2 separate regions of the Xenopus tropicalis genome follow, and region 1 is linked to region 2. Evidence: chromatin contacts called from public Hi-C data. All regions are on one chromosome and are shown on one strand. Each heading gives the region's core, a stretch centred on a gene start, on an enhancer-like site or on the middle of the called end of the contact. The rest is flanking DNA. Distances are from core to core; before and after follow the strand shown. Region 1 holds the start of mtfp1 (mitochondrial fission process 1). Region 2 holds the start of p2rx2 (P2X purinoceptor 2).

Region 1 (6,484 bases), core at 140-2,639, 180 kb after region 2:
AGTAATGTGAGATCACATTTTCCAAGGCTTGCAGTTAAGAATGCATTGTTCAGTACATGTTGTCTCTCCACTTTTATTTGTAAGACGATCCTGGGTTTGCATGTTATGCACCTACCATAAATAGGCTGCCTCTATTGGGAGTATTCACTAGCACGGAAGCAAAGCAAAGCATTAGAGGCACATGAAACACAAAAGGCAAGTTGCTCATAAATAAAATAGCACAAATCCAAAGATAAGCATATAGTACACAAGTGTGGGATCCATTAGCCAGAATGCAGTAGTACAAGTGTCATTTTTATAGGAGGATAAGCTGCAAGATTATGTTTACTCTTTCACTTCCCGCTCTGTCCTCGACAATACAGTGTTGTCGTTCAATCAGACAGGAAAAGGAAACAACCCGACCACCGTGTATCATAGTGAAGGCTTATTTGTACTAAGATAAGAAATCTACATGTATTGTTATCATATTGCAGGCTTATAAACATGTAGACATTCTTAGCATCAATATTCTTATATATGGATATGAATTTCCAAACAAAGCCCACCTTGAATAGTTCTACTGAGCCCTCACGAATGCCAAGGTGGTCATAATTCTGGGTGCGTTTTCTTAGCGATGTTTCAATCACCATGCAACTCAATGTGCTGCTGTTAGTGAATTGCACTGCCCATGATGGTGGCTTGTGAAATAGTTTCAAATGAGTCTATGAGAAGCATTACTGTGTGAAATTCTAGTAACAGGGTGTATATTTATTAGTAGCTGGCAGCAACAGTAGGTGTCTGTACTGAGTAACTTGTCTTTCACTTGGTATTGGCTACATCTCCCAACAAATAAAGCAAACAATCAGCATCTATTTTCAGGGCATGTCTGGGCATTCACTGATTTTGTTCACCTTGCAATTACAAAGATACTGACATAGCAACATGCTTAAGCGCTCATTTAAAAAAACACCCTTCACTAAATGAGGATTATATCTGTGGCTGATCCCAAAAGCATGCAGTTCATTTGACCTTAGCTGACCTTCCTCAAAGGTCACACAATACACAGAAAAATGAATTCAGTATTGTTTGTGTGTTTATTAATTCTGATCTTAATTTAAAAAACATGACTGAAAAAAAAGTAGCACTCTGATCTGATCAGGACGGCAGACATTCAGGAAGTAAAGCAAGGGTTAACACCTAACTCTTCTGTGGATTGATAGGGCAGCTGCTCAGTGCCACGCTGGATGTAGTTACTTACCCAGGTATCGCACCCATGTGTCCCTGTACAAGTCTTTCTCGGAGGGCTTGCCCGGCTGCTGGTGCCCCATGCTTCCTCTAACACACACCGCAGGGCATCAGAATGATAACCCCCAGCAGGGTACAGTCAGCAAAAGCAGGAAGCAATTAGGTCGAAGTAAGGCATAGGTTTAGCCATAGAGATATAACTGTAGGGGGCGCTGTTGGGGAATCCCAGGTACAGCGCGTCTATGGTCAGCGCCATTCATTCCCCTGTCCCGTAGATTATGCAATATTGGCATTTGCTGCAGCCTAATACAATACTGTGGTGCCAGTGAATAATTGTACTAAAGTGGCCCACTGTAAGGTTTCTTTATTGCATGCACGCACCAAACTTCCTTCTCGCTCCCTCAGCTGTTTGCGCTTCTGCTTAAGCATAGATAGTTTGTAGACGTTCCCTGCAGGGTCCGAAATAGGAAGAGCCAATGAGCAGCACCTTTTTTAAGTCACGTGAACAAAACCAGCGGCTTTGCAGTTTTAAGCGCTGTGTGTGTGTGAGAGAATAGGAACATGTACATTTTTAGTGTAGAGTTTAATGGTACAGGGTTAAACAGCCCACTGTATTGACTGTGAATGTCAAATGTATATTATATATAACTAGGGTGTCAGAGGGAAAGAGCGAAGACAAGGAAATATTCTTTTTATTTACCAGGCAAAAGTGAGACAGGCTTCCTAAGCAGCACTAAAGTAGCCCTGGTTCTAAGCGTTTAGTCCAAGCTTTGTATTCAAAGTCAGTGATACATCTTTCGTGTACAGAGTCAAGACCTTAGTGGTTATAGCACTCCTGTCAGTGGAGCATAAACTTTTAAAAGTAATTTTGACTGGATGTAGCCTAACCACTGCAGTACCTGGATGCTTATGGGACCAAATTCAATGTGGCGCCCCCGTTATCTTTTATAATAAGACATTTTTAATTAACATATATTGAAATTGCTTGTCAGTAAATGCCTTGCTGCCTGCCCCCCTGTAAAAATGTTTGGTACCTGTTTTTGTGTTTCCAGTCATCTGGCTGAATAGCCAGCAAGCTCTGTTGGCCTTGCAATGGACAGGTTGCTGATACCTGCCCAATCGATTTTCTGGCCAATGTCGAATGAAAATCCGCTTTATGTACGATCATTCAGTGCCCACTAACCTTATAATAATTTGACAGATTTGTTGAATTGCACTAAAATGTTGCTGTTAGGGAGAGAAAAATCTTAACGTGTATGGCCACCTTTACACTACTCAAGTTTTCAACCCTTATTACCATTTACACAATTCACCAAGGTAAGACTGATTGTAAGTGATGAAGATGTGCACATGAAGCCTAGATGAGATGACTGATCGCTTTAAACAAAGGGGTTACCCTAATGAAATCATTCAACAGTTTAGAGAAAGTAAACGAACGGGGAACAACAATTGGTCTGTAAGAACACTAAAGGTGGCCATACATGTTAAGATCCGCTCGCTTGGCAAGGTCACCAAGTGAGCAGATCTTCTCCCGATATCCCAACCTACGGGCAAATGTAGGCTAATTGACCCTGAGGCCAAACGATCGAATTATAACGGCAGCAATGGGCGCAGTCGGTTCAGGGACCGCATCAACGAGCTGATGCGGTCCCTGATCTTTTAACCTGCCCAATCGATATCTGCCCAATTAATGTGATGGAGTCTTTCATATCTTTTTTCCATTTAAACACCAACTGCCTAGGTTGTTAAATTAGGAAGCATGTAGTTGGTATGGATTTATTAGAGCATTAGCTTGTGCCATCTATGCACATAATTTATGACAAGTTTTGCGTCGTCATATGCGCAGTTTTGCGACATCATATGCGCATGTTTGTATGGCGCAGCAGTTTGCATCAAAACTAGCGCATGAAACTTTAAGCAACCTTGTTTGCGCTATACTGTTAAATATGCTTATGCGCAGGGCAAAAGTTTTGCCTCTGTGACTATTACAGCAATGTGATACATTGGTTAATGAGCCCCAGTCAGTCAACTTAAATTCCAGGTGATAGGTACTGTTGAGAGGATGGGGAGAGGATAAGATGGGGAGAGGATAGACTCCTCCAGGTAAAGTAAAGAGAAATGCTTTGGGTCCATAAATTGAATACATTATGGCTCGAGGTCTTAGGGCTCTGGCACACGGGGAGATTAGTCGCCCGTGACAAGGGAGATTTGTCGCGGGCGACTAATCTCCCCATGTGCCAGAGCCCTTAATAGGGAATACATGTTTGCATAATACATGTTTACATAAGTAAGTTAGCTATCCTATACAGATGCTTAGATATTTATTTTATTTGTTTATGTGTGTTTAAATATTTTCTTTCTTCTTCAAGGTTATTGAATGGTTGACATTGCCACCCTGAGTGTGGTTCACAGGTTCTGCATACAATAATGTGTCTCAGAAAAATTGCTAAGTGCAGTTTGCAGAATGTGTCTACTATACGTCTCAGGTATGTCAGATTGTTATGTACATTAACCAGGGGATGATATCACTTGAGGAAGGAGAGGAGTTTTTAATCCCCCTCAGAGGGGCCCAAAACATTGCCCTTTGTTTTTGTGAACATAGGCTAAATAAACCACACTTTTGACACAATTTAAATTAAATTAATTTAAATTAAATTAAATTTGGTGTGCTTCTGGATTTTTCTACTTTGATGAATTGACTCCATGCAAGGAAGAGGTCTTCTGTTTAAGCACCCAAACACATCACAAGTGCACGGTAGGTTGAGCTCTCCATTATCATGCATTGCTACCTACATAAGTCCATGTGTGTTTCCCTTTGTTCATAAGGATTTTTAGAATCAACAAATTGCAGCAAATTGTAGCTTAAAAATCTGGGATTTATTCAGTAAGAAACAATTATAATGCCCCTGTAGATTATAAGGAAAAGGATTGTCCTACTGTTAAATTAGTCTATATTGAAAGGGAGCTTTCAGGTGTGTAAACAAAGACCTTGTATACCTTTGTAAACTAATTACAGTATATTTCCTAAATGTCATAAGGACAGTGAGCTTGGTGTTCTGATGCTATATTCAGAGGCTATAGCCACTACAATTTATTACCTATTTGAAAATAATATAAAATTATCATGCAATGTATACCTTAGTTCAAACAGTATGTTACTGGGTGACACACGCACTAGATTTATAATATATTCCAAATCCTTAGGAGCTCCCCTCATGGATGTAAACAAGTCTTTTCAATAATGAATTACTTTCGTACCATCTTCTAATTCCCATTAGGCATACAAATGCCAGCACACTGCAGTCTTTTATCAAAACAAAACCCTTTTGTCCTAGTGAAATGTGGCTTTTTTTATGCCACATCTCTTTTAACATAACCTGCACTGAATATAGCTTTGACTCCAGACTCTAGCATGAACAGATTATATTTGCTCATACACTGCATTAAGTCTCTGATATATATTACAACATGGCACTCATAAGTCATTAGTAACTTATGGGACAGGCAGCTCACCTCCTGAGTGCCTTCATTCATTTATACCAAATCAGGCATTATTGCAGTATCCGACATTAAAGACATGCCACAAACAGGGATCTCTGCCATATGGATAGTGTCTCTAGAGGGTAAGGCTGCTTTCCATCTTGCTTTCTAATTGCTGGATTTTTTCTTCTGATTTGCGATCAGGAAGCAGAACTTCAACTGTATAGCTGACTTTCTTAGCATGGATGAAGCTGTAAGTGTTATCAAAGCGCAGTACATCTGAAAGAAAATACAGATCTTTGAGTAAAACAAGACAAACTCCATGTTGATGAGTGCATTACAATCATTGCTTCAGCAAATTTTGCCAAGTGATCGGATCTTCCCATGTATGGCCAGCTTATATTATCATGAATCCATACTGGTGGAAAAACAATAAGGTATAGTGATTCAAGTAACGGAAAAAAATCTGGCCCCCAGGTCCCAAGAATTCCAATAATAGTAAAAGTTTATTTTCCTGTTCTACCTGACACTTGTAAGGCTTTTTAAATTAGGGAGGAGAGAAGGTGAAAAATGACACAAACATGGGGTGGACTTTACCTAAAGGCTACAGAGTCTCCCTAAGTTCTGTGCCATCGTTAACAACTGCCCTTTACCACAGTTAAGAATGTTGGCTTTAAAGTATAGTGTACATAAAACAAAGAGAAATTGTGAGAGCTTGGTCTAACCCACAATGTAGCATTGACCAGCAGCTATTTATTCAACGTGTTTTTAAATTTAGTTCAATATTCAGTACACATAAGTCTTTGTAGGAATCTTCAAATGGCACATGAACTTACATAGTTTGACCAAAATGGGATACTAACGCTTCCATTTTTATAAAATATATTTAAGGGATTCAAACAGGCTGGATTTAAATGCTTCTTTTTCAAAGAATAATGTGCCATGAAAAAACACTGTGATCCATTGGAAACAGTAGCCCTTTGTTGTGTTCCAGTGAGTTTTTCCTCATTTTATTTCTGCCCACCATTTTTTTGCCTTTCTCTTTTATCCCTCTCTTATTTCTGTTTTTACTCATTAGAAAAAAAGGACACAAACCTTTATTACAAAATATATAATAACAAGTTTCCTTTATCCAGTTCAAGACTTACATGTTCCTGGTTCAGTACAAGTCATAGTTCCATCCTCAGGAACCATGTGTGCATTGTATCTCTGATTTGCCAACACCTCAACCATTTCTCCAGCTTTCTGTCTCTCGCCGGCTTTTGTCTTTCGGTATATTCCAAAACCTATATCTGCACCATCAGACTGGAACTGCCATCTGGAAGTTAATAGCAGAACAATGAGCCACAAATGACTTTAGTATGTATGTATATATATATACAAATTCCTGGGTAAACATGTGCACAACGGGGTCCTTTAAAAAATACTTTTATTAGTTTTAAAACATTATAGAATGGGTCAATGTTTCAGTCTCCTTCTAAGACCTTTCTCAAGACCTTGGAATTTGTGTTTAAATTAATTAATTACGAGCTTAGGAGACTTATATATACACATACAGGTACGGGATCCCTTATCTGGAAACCTGTTATCCAGAAAGTTCCGAATTACGGAAAGGCAATCTCCCATAGATTCCATTATATGCAAATAATTCTAATTTTCAAAAACAATTTCTCTGTAATAATAAAACAGTACATTGTACTTTATCCCAATTAAGATATGATTAATCCTTATTGGAGGCAATACAATCCTATTGGGTTTATTCAATATTTAAATGATTTTT
Region 2 (6,381 bases), core at 797-3,296:
CCTATAAAAACATATTCCATATACCAGCTAATATGTAAAACCCTACTTTATCTACATAAACCATTTTCATAAAAAATATACTTTTCTAGTAGTATGTGCTATTGGGTACTCCTAAATCGAAAATCGCCATTTTAAGCAATAAGGCTGCCTCCTGGGATCATAGGATTCACAGAGCACACAAACCAAGGACACATATACATGTTGGGTGATCAGTCAATTAATGGGCAGAGTTCTGTCTTTAATTCCCACACTACTTCCTGTTACAGTTAGAGCTGCATTATTTCCTGACAGGTGATCTCTGAGGGAGCACACATTAGTATGTTGGTGTGATCGTGTTGGTATCTTGCCCCTTGCTTTTTACCTTTGATTGAAAGTATTTTTGTCCTTTAGCAGCCCTCTTCCTTTTTTCCCCTCTCAAGGCAGGACCCGGTGCAATGCAAATCCCATTACCCTGCAGTTATTGTCACTAGGTCCTGTTTACAATATTGACACCAGCCCAGGAAAAAACAAACACAACACCAAGGCATCATCTTACCTTTCCTGGAAGTCGCACTTTAGATACACATTCAAGCATGTACGCTAAAGAAAAAATGGAAAATGTTAACTATACTGTGCATGTTAGAGTCTAAGTCTGTGCTGGGGATGCCTGGGGAAAGTAAAAAAATGGTGGCACTGCATTAGTTTTCTCTCCAAGTCACTGCATTTTTTTTTCTTAAAATAAAGATAAGCAGTTTTAGATTGGACTGGCACACCTGGATACTGCAAAAAATCCCAGTGAACCCTGTCTCTGCTGACCACTCACCTCCCTGCTGGGTCGAGTTGACTGTTCTCTATACCTTGCTGGGCCTGGCTGAACACCCACAGCCCACTGCCTGACCAAAACAGTTTCATTTCTTTGGAAGGCTACAAAAAAATGTAAAATTGTTGTGCATTCCATTATGGCATGCCTGGGGTTAACTTGCTCATTATTCATTTTCTGCAGTGCTTATTAGCATTTCTGGAGTTGATATGCTTATTATCTATTTTATGTGGTGATCTTACTGGCATATCTGTGGACTTATGCTTAACCAATGTTTGTTTAAGCAGAAACAAACAAAAAAAAAAAGTAAAGAAAAATCAAGAAAGTTTACATAAATTAATCTAGTTTAAATATTAAGCTGGGCATAGACAGTGAGATCTATTTGGTTCTATAGTGATGAGCAAATCTGTACAGTTTTGATGAAAAAGTCAATGGGTGACAATTTTACAATTTTTTACATGCAGCAATTTTTTCTTACATGTGCAACTTTACTCACTACAAATACATTAAAGTCACAGGGCAAATTTTGGATGTAGTTTTGCGAAAAAAGAAAAAAAAACGGCAATAGTGAACTGCGGATGAGACAGCCAGCCTATGGACACCTGTCGGACAAGGACCAGTAAGCTGCTGACTCTGTCTGCAGTCTGAATATTGTCAACATTAGTATTTTTCTTGCTACTTGCCAAACATGGGGCCACTAACCTTACACAGTAATACTGTATATACAGGCACATCTTAAGTTCTTCTAAGTGCTTCACTCCTGTCCAGTGTACAGCAATGAAGGGGATGGACACCCCTTTACTCTCTGGAACATAATACAAATCAGAGCCAATAAACTACAGGGTCTCCTGTGTAGAATAGCTTCCGTGTGCGGCTCTGATTTGTGTTTTTCCACCAACCTTGCCACACTTGCCACATATTGTAACAGATATGTTTGGTGCTGTACGGGGTGATGTAGTTGAGGACAGAGCAGGGGATACTAGGCTCTGGATCTAACAGTTAAAAATGCCTTGAAGGTGTGTCGTTCACTATATGTAGTTAAGTAATGCACAGCTGCACATAAATTATTTTATTTTTAATTTTATTATAGGTACTTTAATCATAATTGAAAATATACCTTTAACGTAATATAATATGTCTGTACAATTTTTTATAACACATGATTATAGTATATTTAAAAGTATTTATAGGCCCAAACTAAAATTAATCTTCTTCTCCCTGCCCACTTGGGGGCAGCAATGTACAATTATCCATTTATTTGTAAGCACACTGCTCTCTGCTATCACCCTCCCCATTCCAGATCAGTTATAATTACTTTACAGACAACCCAAGGAGGAGCCAGCTGATAATGCATAAACATCAGCTGAATCTGGGTGGTCTACAAGTCTTCGCTCCCATTATAAACCTGTACAATTTTCTCCCATTATAAACCTGTACAATAAGCATATTGTTGGAGTACATTTCAAAAGGAGTTTTGGGAGTGTGTACCTGTGGATAGTGGCCCATGACAGGCTGCAGAACCCGCTCCATGTCTTGGATTGGGCAGCTCTGGTCGTATGAAACACCCAAAGTAATTGTGGTAAAGAATCGTCGCCTGGGGACCATCTATAGGCTTTTACAACTTCTCATCGTTGTGTACTTTGTCTGGTAAGTTGAGAGATTGTGGCAAAAAAGGAACATAAGTGGAAAGGATAAGCAGAATATAGTACTGGGTGCAGAAGAGGGTATGAAGAAAGGCAAATTATAGGTGCTCGGTATGAGCATGTTATAGAAAGACAACACACAGAAATATATACAGTTACAAGGCACATATTTAACGGGTAAAGTGAAGTATTTAGGGGATTGTTCATGTTGGATAATACTGAATGCTAAGCAGGGCATTAAGAGGGCTACTACTAATGTAGGAGGGTGTCTTTATAATATCATTGCATGAACAGGGCAGAGGAGAAAACTACATAACATCAGCTGGCAGTCAAAGAATGTAGTACATTGTTATATATGTATCCATGTCACTCAAGTTTACTGGTTTAGAATTAGTACAAACAGCTACATACCACAGTAATGTGTTACTAATTAATATATATATATATAGCAAATACATAAATAGCAATGAGATTTAAAAACATTAAAAGAAAAAGTAAAAGGTTTTTAAAAGTTATAACTGGAAATGCATGTAGGAAATCAGACATCAAACTCATTTAATAGCAGATAAGCATTTCTTATCCCTCCTTGCTTCTGTTCTCTCTGCAGGTATGTATTTGTGGTACAGAAAGGGTATCAGGCACAAGAGACAGGCCCGGAAAGTGCAGTCATTACAAAAGTAAAAGGGGTCTCTACCTCCAAAGGCCCCAGAGGAATAAAGAAGATCTGGGATGTAGCTGAGTATGTGAAGCCTCCAGAGGTAAGAATAGAACATTAATGTTGAGGTGAAGAAGAGTAGAGGCAATGTATGAGTTTTTTTAGGAAATGAATGAGACCTGTAAGGAAAGAGAATGCATAGAAGCAGGGAAGGGGGTATTAAATCCATTGCAAAATATTGCATTAAGGAGAAAAAACAGGCAAAATCACACCCATATTTGTACATTGCCTCATATATCTAGCATATCCTCTATACAGTATAACACTATATACACTATAAATAACACTAGCACATTTACAAGTTATTCCCCAAAAAAGAACATTTGTATGATCAACAGTTTATACACCAGAACTTTATGTCTTTCCTTCTTTTATTGTTATTACTCATGCTTTACGCATGTATAGGCAATAAGTACTGTGTAGCACCAAATTAGAAGATCAGAATATCTGCACCAAACCAGGGATATGTAAGATGCTGACTGAAAGGTAGACAATGGGGTAGGGCAGGAGATGTGAATGCATGTATATTCAGTGGGGAGTGAGTCAGCTAAGAGAATGGTGTGCAATATTTAGAGAGGATGAAACAGGAACAGAAGTCTAGGATTTGAGATTAAGGCCTGTGAGAATGTCCAAGAACTTGTGGGTAAGGGAAGAAAGAATGCACAAATAGCCAGGGACATACAAATAAATGAAATTGATAATCATGAACTGGTGTATCGCTAATTAACTCTTCTTTATGGATCAGGGGGGCAGCGTTTTCACTATTATAACCAGGATAGAGAGCACCAAGCTACAGACCATGGGAACTTGCCCAGAGGTGAGGAGTCTGATATGCAATATGGGGATGTGTGAAGGGATTTAAAAGGGAAATTATTAATTTTACAAGGGACTCTATAAATATAAAGAATACTTTGCCCTTTCTTTTTTTAAATAATTATCTTAGTAACTTCAACAAAAATATTTAACTTTTCAATATCTGCCCACCATTATTTTTCTGCAGTTTTCCCTTTATTTTCCTCTCTCACTACTCTTGCCATCTCTCTTATAGCAACTCTGTTTCTCCCATAACGGTGTCTTTCAGAGTAGGACTGTACCTAATGCTTTGTGTGTCTCTGATGAGGACTGTAACCGCGGAGAGATGCATATACTGGGGAATGGTGAGTTATTATATCATATGTGTTCAGGTATTACCTCTCACTCCCTTCCTAAAGTACCCAATATCTGATATCTTGGCATAAAAGGAATAGGGATCCTAATTCTAAGTGGAGTTTATGTTCAGTCAAATATTTTTTCTATGTATTGCCATAAACACTGTGGATTGTGGATTGGAAAGACATACCGTACTTACCCATTTTGTATTTGCAAGAACATGTACCTGCCAAAAATATTTTTTCTGTAACATACAGATATGGACCTATATGACAAATTAAATGCAGGCTGAGTACTGCGCTTGCAGCAGCCAAAGAGTCAGCCATGAAGATTTGCACATACAAAGCATAGTTCTAAATCGCTACATGCCACAAAGTTTGGTAACCATAAGCCTGATGGCCAATCAGATGCTCAGGAGACAACTGACAATTCGATTTATGTTGTTTTGTCTTTGTACCAGTGATTTAGGAAAGATAGGATTCCTGTTAACATTGCTAATTTTAGCAAATATGTGCAGTTTATTTGTTTGGAGTACAATGAAGTTTGGCTTGGTTTTCAGGGATGAACTACAGATTTTCTATAGGAAATGTCCTTAAGTAAAAGAGCACATTTTACCATTATTCCCCATATATAATTTTCCAATGCTTTTTCTGCCCTGCTTATGATTAGGAACTCCTGGAATGGTAGATTTCCACTGTAAAAAGTGCTCGGCTGCACCCACAGTGGAATGTCTTCTTGGCTCTCTCCTTCCCTTTTTTTTGTTCTCACAGTACAAATGTTTCCTTAGAAAGTTACCTAGTAGTACAGGCTCCCAAGTTTGTTTTTTTTTGTTATTATTATGACTATGTATTTTTAAATGTACAATAAATTCCTCAGTGCTGTACCTTCATACTTATAATTATGGTTAGTTATGCTAATTATCATTTACCTTCTTATATAGTGCTCACATATTCTGCAGCACTATATAGAAATAATACATCATATACACCAGTCTCTGGCCCCTGTGCAGCTCTCAGTCTAAAGTCCCTATCACATTCACACCCATTATGGTCAGTTTTAGCAGGAAACCATTAACCATAGCGTTAACCATGCAAACTTAAAAACAACACACCAGCTCTTTTACGTATTCACTGCTACAAATACTGGAAATTAACAGAATTCTCATTGCAATGATTAAATCCATTAAGTGGGTGATATAGTAGAGACATTGGTAATGTGATTCCACTGCTGAGCGTAGAGACACTCGAGTCTCCTTAGCAATGCAGCTGTAATAAAATTATAGCAATATTATGTTACGATCGTGACCTCACTAATGTATGATGAGCAAAGATGTTCCAGTTAATGTATATAAGGAAGTCGTAAGCATTTACAGTTTGTTTGAATCCTGTGCCTTGGATGACGTGTTTAATAGCTTTGTGCCTGCAGCACATTGTTTAATTAGGTTAAGTTCTATGTGATATCTTACATTTTTATTTTCTATATCTGTATATCTTACAGTAAGTACATAATTACTTGTATACTTTAATCAGAAATACTAAATGTGAAAATTATTTTGCCACTTATAGTTAAAGTTGATAAAAATATATTTATCAGTAAAACATTTATCCTTTGTCCTGTTGTGTGTCTGTCGCAGGGGAGCAGACAGGACGCTGTATCATCGCTGGACGTGGATCACTCAGAACATGTGAGATATATGCTTGGTGCCCCTTGGAAGATGAAACAGCGATCAGGTCTGTGTCCTAGACCATTTAAGTAATGGCAATGTATATTACATTTTAAACACGTCATTTTATGCAGAGTCGGGTATAAAAAGCCTGTCATTAATGGGCCATATTCTGAGTTTCCCAATATAATTGAAAAGAGAATTTATATAGGTATGGGACCTGTTATCTTTAAGCTGAAAATTGTAGAAATTGAGGCACTCCCCTTTAGTAGCAAAAAAACTGCCTTTATTTGACATATGGCACTCTGTGCCATATGTGAAATAAAGGCATTTTAATTGCTACTAAAGGGAAGTGTTACAATATTCAGTTTGAAGGTATTTGCAGGGGTGTTTCTTGACCCTGAGCCGCCTG

The links. A called contact is a pair of places that touch in the nucleus more often than the background predicts.
Region 1: a contact with region 2 is called in a Hi-C map of neurula embryo, with 2.1 times the contacts expected there. The contact joins the promoter of mtfp1 here to the promoter of p2rx2 in region 2. A contact is called at or near these places in 2 of 5 Hi-C or Micro-C datasets (neurula embryo and tailbud embryo).

What each region holds. Positions count from the first base shown.
Region 1 is chr1:144,283,503-144,289,986 of UCB_Xtro_10.0, forward strand. mtfp1 (mitochondrial fission process 1) reads right to left here and starts at 1,390. Exons shown (of 4, transcript NM_001102827.1): 1 at 1,238-1,390. The coding sequence starts at 1,307. It overlaps sec14l3 (SEC14-like lipid binding 3), which reads right to left. Exons shown (of 12, transcript NM_001126793.1): 11 at 5,853-6,022; 12 at 4,080-4,983. The coding sequence ends at 4,841.
Region 2 is chr1:144,098,049-144,104,429 of UCB_Xtro_10.0, forward strand. It overlaps p2rx2 (P2X purinoceptor 2), which reads left to right and starts at 2,047. Exons shown (of 12, transcript XM_004910637.4): 1 at 2,047-2,446; 2 at 3,050-3,200; 3 at 3,903-3,974; 4 at 4,239-4,314; 5 at 5,940-6,036. The coding sequence starts at 2,304.